Regions from separate parts of the Sus scrofa genome. Here region 2 is linked to region 1. The links are chromatin contacts, called in public promoter capture Hi-C maps. All regions are on one chromosome and are shown on one strand. Each heading gives the region's core, a stretch centred on a gene start, on an enhancer-like site or on the middle of the called end of the contact. The rest is flanking DNA. Distances are from core to core; before and after follow the strand shown. Region 1 holds the start of GTF2IRD1 (general transcription factor II-I repeat domain-containing protein 1). Region 2 holds the start of RCC1L (RCC1-like G exchanging factor-like protein).

Region 1 (3,272 bases), core at 147-2,646:
CAAGGTCCAGACCCTGCCCCTTTGCCTCAGTCGCTTTGCTTTGCCAAGGCCATCACAGGACTGGCGGGGAGGTGGGTCTGAGGGGGACCACAAGACAGGTTGTTCTGAGATGTCCCCAAGCCTCCCAGTGACAACAGGCCTGGGGAGCTGTCCCCAGGAGGACAGGGGCAGCATGGACAGAGGGAGTGTCTGGGGCCGCATTCCCTGCTCTGGAGAGTACCCTCTGTGGGCAGCATTCAGTGGGCACAAGGGCCCTTCTGGGCTGGGCTTTGGGCAGGGCACTGTGGACATTGCCTGCCAGGGAAGAGCTCTCAGTCTGGTGGGCTTGCCATGGGGAGACCTGGCCGGCCAAGGTTAGCCTGTACCAAGGGCCCATTGTGTGCCCAGCAGGGCCCCCGTAGGCTTTGCTGGAACCTAGCAGATTCTCAATCTGGCTCCCTTCATCGAGGCTAGGAGTTCCCAGGGGTGGAGGCCGGCCTGGTCTGTGTTCCTGTTCACAGTATCAAGCACAGAGCTCAGGGCACCATGGTGAACCCCGGTGCTCCTTGTGATGAATTAAGACCCACGTTTTGGAGAGGGTGGGAGGTGTGCTTCTGATTCCCTAGGATGGCTGGTATGGGGGGCAAGAGGGTGGCAAAAGCCTGGGTCAGGGGATCAGGAGAGCTGCCCAGACAAGGTGTGACCTGGCGTGTCCAACTGGATCTGCTGCGCCTTGGGCATGTCACGGCCTTCCTTCCCATTCCAGGGGACAAAGGCTGAAAGAGGCACCTGGCCAAGTCCCTGGGAAATAACCTGGGCACGGCAGGCAGGGGTGACCAGCCACCGAGCCACTTCAGTTTCCCCAGCGCGCGCCAGGCCTGTGATCGCTCCGGGCCCCGGAGTCTCCGGGGATCCTCCCGGCGCCCGCTGAGTGACCTTGACCCTGCGGCCCGGCTCCTGCGTCCCGGTCTCCCGGGCCGAGGGGCAGCTTTCTAATCCACCCGGGGCCCGAGCCGGGGAGACGGAGGGGCGGCACGGACAGCCAGGGGGCGCCGGGGCCGCCCCTCCCGCGGGCCCCCTGGCGGCGGGCGCTGGGGCGGCGCGGGCTCGGGGCGGGGGCGCTGCGCTCCCCCCGCGGTGCCCAGGCCGGGGCGCGGGGCGGGCCGGGCGGGCTAATCCCGTATGTAAATGGCAGCCAATGGAGGGTGGTGTTGCGCGGGGCTGGGATTAGGGCCGGGGCGAATGGCTGGCAATCTTACTGGGATTACAGAACAAAGAGCCTCCCTGCGCTCCCGCTCTCGGCTCCGCTCCCCGCGCCGCGCCCCGCCCTCCGCCGCAGCCCGCGCCGGGGGTGGGGGCCGCCGAGCGCCAGCCCCCCGGCCGGCCCGAGAGCCCCCGCCGGGCCCCCTCCCCGCCCCGCGCCCCGCTCTCCTCCCGCCCGCCCCCTCCGCCGCTCCGCGCCTCCCTCTGCCTCTCCTTCCCCCATTCTCCCGGATTAATTAAGGAGGCAGCGGCAGGCGGCTGAGTCCTGGCCGCGGGCCGGGGCCGGGGCGCCGCTGGCAGGAGCGCTTGGGGATCCTCCAAGGTAGGAGAAACTTTTGCGGGGGGCGGACGCCGAGGCCCTGCTCCCCTCTCCTCCCAGCCCCGGGGCCCCCGCCCCTCCCCCTCAAGGTGTTACAGAATCTGGGTCCGGCTTTTGGGTGCATGGGGAGGCACGTGACTGGGATTATAATTCGGGCCCGGGGAGGGGGAGGGCCCGGCCGCCCCCACCTGCCGGGAGCGGGTGGGAGCCGCGAGCTGTCACCCCCCCCCCCACCCCGCCCCGGCCCCTCCGGAGGCGGGGGGCGCCCCGGGGCGGGCAGCGGGCGCCCGCAGGCTGCTGCAGTTGGCGAATGAGGTCAGTTGTGTTGCCCAGGCGGCGGCGGGCGCCAGTGTGGGAGCGGAGGGGGCTGGGAAGGCCGCGGCCCCCGCCCCCCGGCTCCCCCCACCTCCACCTTTTTTGGGGCCGGGCCGGTGTCCTGGCCGGTGCCCCCAAGCACGGGCCCCCGAGTCCCAGACAGCCAGTACTGCCCCTGCACAGTGGTGCCTCTTGGGGTCCCCGGGGAGGGGGCTGGTCTGACTGGTGGCAGATGAGCCCCTGGTGGGGTGGGAGGGAGGAGACTCAGAGGATGGCAGTGGGGGGTCACAGAGGTTTCAGAGGAGCAAGTTGGGGATGCCCTGTCTGTGGGTGGTCTCTGAGTTCCTGCAGATGTGTGGGCAGGCCCCTGTAGCCAGCCAGCAGAGTGCTGGATGCCCCCCTCCTGAATCTCTGCGAATGATGGGCTTGACACCTCTCCTGGGCTCCCCAGCCCTCGGCCAGGGATGATTCCTAGGACACAGGGGACCTTGCAGCTGGGCGTTGTGCCCTGCTGGCATTGCTGGAGGGGGTTCGAGCCCTGGAAATCTGGCCCTGTGACCCAGGCTCCCAGGACTGGACCTGGGCTGGGAGGCTCCTGTGTCCCCATCACAGCCCAAGTGATCAAGCCCAGCAGGTTGGGGTCTTCCTGCTGGGCATGTGGGGAAAGCGCTGGCCTTGGATGGAGTGTGGTATGGGTGTCTCGGGGCAGGCCGGGACAGCTTCTGGAGAAGTGGGCATCTGTGGGGGCTTCTCTTACTGCTCACAGCAGAAGGAAGGGCTGGTCAGAAGCTGCTCCAACCTCTGTGGCCATCATCTCTCCCGTGTTTGGTTGTCCCGGGGCTAGGACTGGCTCCTCGGTCCTGGCCGGAGCCTCGGGGCTTAGGAGGTGCCTTGGAGCAGCCCATTTATTTCAGCAGCGTCATTCCCAAAGGGCATCGGCAGGCATCGATGATTTATTTATTCAGAGTGGGAGGTGGTGGCGGCTGGGAGGCCGGTGGCTGCTGGCAGGGAGGGGCTGGGCCCAAGGGCAGCAAGGATGGGGGTGGCCCCGTGGCCATCAGGAGGGCGGGGGTGCACAGGAGAGTGGCAGGTACTTCCTGACCTCTTCTGAACGGGGACCTGCGCCGACCTGGCCCCAAGGGGTCGGGATGTCGGAACCCCCAGCCTGCTTTTGGGATGCGGGAAGCTGAAGACCACACCCCATTCTGTAGCCTGCTCTGAGGGTGACCTAGAAAGTTGTAGCTCTGACTCAGAGGGTCCCAGAGGACCCCAGCAGAGGAAAGGAGGCAGGGTTGCCACTCTGCGGCCACTCATTGCCCTCTCATTCACAATGTGGGAGGACTTGGGGAGAAAGGTTGCGAAACTGGGTCTTGAAGATCGTGTTGTAAGAGCACGC
Region 2 (3,214 bases), core at 265-2,764, 380 kb after region 1:
CATGGATCATAATGGGCTGCAAGAGCACCTACAGGCCACGAAATTCAAACATTGCTTCTATTTTTTCCTTTTCCTTTTTTTTTTTTTTTGTCTTTTTGCTATTTCTTGGGCCGCTCCTGCAGCATATGGAGGTTCCCAGGCTAGGGGTCGAATCGGAGCTGCAGCCACCGGCCTACGCCAGAGCCACAGCAACTCGGGATCCGAGCCGAGTCTGCAACCTACACCACAGCTCACGGCAACGCCGGATCGTTAACCCACTGAGCAAGGCCAGGGATTGAACCTGCAATCTCATGGTTCCTAGTCGGATTCGTTAACCACTGCGCCACGACGGAAACTCCTCCTTTTTCTTTTTTAAGCTGCACCTGCAGCATAGGGAAGTTCCCAGGCTAGAGGTCGAATTGGAGCTGTAGCCACTGGCCTACACCACAGCCACAGCAACACCAGATCCAAGACACGTCTGTGACCTACACCGCAGCTGACGACAATGCTGGATCCTTTAACCCCACTAATCGAGGCCAGGGACAGCATCCGCATCCTCATGGACACTAGTCGGGTTCTTAACCCACTGAGCCACAATGGGAACTCCACAGCTCATTTATTTTTAAACTTCATTTCTTTTTTTTTAACCTCCTCATTTTAGAGATGAGATCCAGAGAAGGGAGACAACCTCCTAACATCAGGGAGCAGGTCAGTAGCAGAGCCAGCACAGGAACCCAGGTGCTCAGACTCCCAAATCGCTCATGAGGGCGTCCTCCGTTGCATGCTAAACTCTAGTACTAAACCGGTGAGGACAATCTGCCGTTATGAAACCTTGAAGAAGGTGCTCCAGCTGGATCCTTGAAGGTGAGTAGGAATTTGCTAGGCATCTGCGGTGAGAGGAGGGCAGTGGGGAGGGCATTCGAGGCACTGTGTGCAACGTGAGGAAACCTGAAAAATCCCTGGGGTTTAGAAATTACAAGCAGAGCCCCCTGAGTTGGTCCGAAGGTTGTGGGTTATTGTTAAGCTGTTTAACAGGCAGAGCCACCTGACTTAAGGGGAGTGACGGGCTGAGGGGCAGAGGTGATGCTGTGGAAAACAGCAGGGATTGCAGCACTGACCCAGCGGCGGGAGAGCGGGAACAGAGGCAACACGGCCAGGTAAGAAATGACGAGGGACCGTGGGTAGGGGGCGAGCACTACGCTGGAGTCGTACAGAGTAGGCAACCCCTTAAATTTTACTCCTGCCGACTGCCAAAAAAGCAAAATGAAAGTGCCCACCAGAGCCAGCAGCGTGCTCCGCAAACGTGCGCTGTGCGGCAAGGAGAGTGAGTTCAGGCCGGCTGCGGGCTGCTGCAGCACCGCGAAAAGTTGCAAACTAAGTGGGCAGGGCCGGGAAGGGTTCCCCAGGTCGACTCACTCAGGATCGGGGACTAACAGGCTCCGCCCAGCCCTCTCGCCTCCTTGAGCCATTGGCTACCCTCAGCGTCTTTGCCTTCACCCATTCGTAAACGTGACCCTGGGTTCTTCCGCCGGGGCTTGGGGTCAAGGGTCACCAATATGGCAGCGCCCAGGAGCGGCTGAAACGTGAAGCGGAGGATGGCGCTGGTGGCGCTGGCGGCGAGGGCTCGGCTGGGGAACTGGCTGAGCGGGCGGGGGCTGGGGCTGGGGCTGCGGCTGGGGCGCGGGCACTGGACGGCGGCCGGGCGCTCTCGGAGTCGGCGCGAGGCGGCCGAGGCCGAGGCGGAGGCGCCGGTGTTCCAGTACGTGGGCGAGCGTGCGGCCCGCGCCGACCGCATCTTCGTGTGGGGCTTCAGCTTCTCGGGGGCGCTGGGCGTGCCCACCTTCGTGCTGCCCAGCTCTGGGCCCCATCCTCACGCCGGCTTGCGGCCGCGCCGCAGGATCCAGTGTGTACCTTACCGCCTGGAGCTGGACCAAAAGGTGCGCTCTGCAGCTCCCTCCCTTCCTCCGTTTCCTCCTCGGGTCTCCGCCGCCGTCTCTCGAGGCACTTGGCGACGGGTGGACGGACTTCGGGGAGAAAGATCCTCGACCGGGCTGCGGGCGGGGGGAGGCCCTAGGGCGCTGCCAAGTTGAGGGAGTGGCGAAATGTCCTAGGTGTTTTGTCTCTCATTTGCGCATCACCCCAGGAGTCGGGTTTGTGGCACAGTTATGGGCGAGGAAAGGGAGGCTCAGAGAGGTTGAGAGGAAGGTCCGTGGCCCCGCAGCTGGTTGAAGTTTGTATACTAGGATTCGCCCTCGGGCCAGGCTCCAGCAGAAGTTCTGATTTTAGGAAAGACGATTTTATGAGGTCGGAGAAAACGTGGCTGGCTGGAGTCGATGAACTACTTGGAAAGGAAACTAGAGCGCTTACAGGAATGAGGGGAAGGATGAAGGCCCCTGAGTTTACTCAGTTTTGAAAAGGTGATGCAAAGAATCGTTGCGGGACGGGAGTTTGTCTCGGCAGCCAGCACCCATTAGTGCAAAAATGGATGCTTAGGATAGATTCTTGCCTCGGGTGGTTGTGGACATCTTGATGGGTGGTGAAAAAGAAGCAAATTTGATCGGTTTGGCTTCTGACTTCTCTTTCAAGGATATCCAGTGATTTTTTAATGAAAAGGGTAGATCGAGAAAAACAGGGAATTTAAGCTCCAGATGATTGAAAAGTTGTTTTGATTTCTTCATTTTGAGTTGTAAGAGTTATTTATGTATTCTGGATTAGGTACCTTGTCATATATATATATATATATATTATATATATATATATATATAAGGTGGAAATATTTTCTGCCAATCTATGGATTTTCTTTTTCATTTCTTAATACTGCCCTTGGGAGAGCATAAGCTTTTAATTTTAATGAAATTCAGTTAAGTTTTTCTACTGTGAATCGTATATTTGGTATATCTGAGAAATCTTTGCCTAATCTAAGATTACAAAGATAATTTTCCTAAGGTATTGTCTAGGAACGTCATAGTTTTCGTTCTTATATTTAGGTTAACAAGCTAGTCATTCGAGTTGACTTTTGGGTGCTGTGGAAGTGAGAGTAGAATGTGGCTAGTATTATCATTAGTTGAAATTATTTCCTTACTGAATTGTCTTGGCACCTTTGTGAAAATCAGTATGACTGTAAATGTAAGGATTTATTCTGGAACTCTCAATTCTGATCCATTGATCTATATGTTTCTCATTATGCTAAAAGTACACTCTTGATTACTGTAGCTTTATAACTAGTTTTGAAATT

The links. Promoter capture Hi-C pulls out the DNA fragments that hold promoters and counts their contacts.
Region 2: a contact with region 1 is called in a promoter capture Hi-C map of fetal skeletal muscle, with 4 times the contacts expected there. The contact joins the promoter of RCC1L here to the promoter of GTF2IRD1 in region 1.

The regions. Positions count from the first base shown.
Region 1 is chr3:11,536,787-11,540,058 of Sscrofa11.1, forward strand. It overlaps GTF2IRD1 (general transcription factor II-I repeat domain-containing protein 1), which reads left to right and starts at 1,397. Exons shown (of 26, transcript XM_021086345.1): 1 at 1,397-1,564.
Region 2 is chr3:11,914,026-11,917,239 of Sscrofa11.1, forward strand. It overlaps RCC1L (RCC1-like G exchanging factor-like protein), which reads left to right and starts at 1,515. Exons shown (of 11, transcript XM_003354511.5): 1 at 1,515-1,916. The coding sequence starts at 1,575.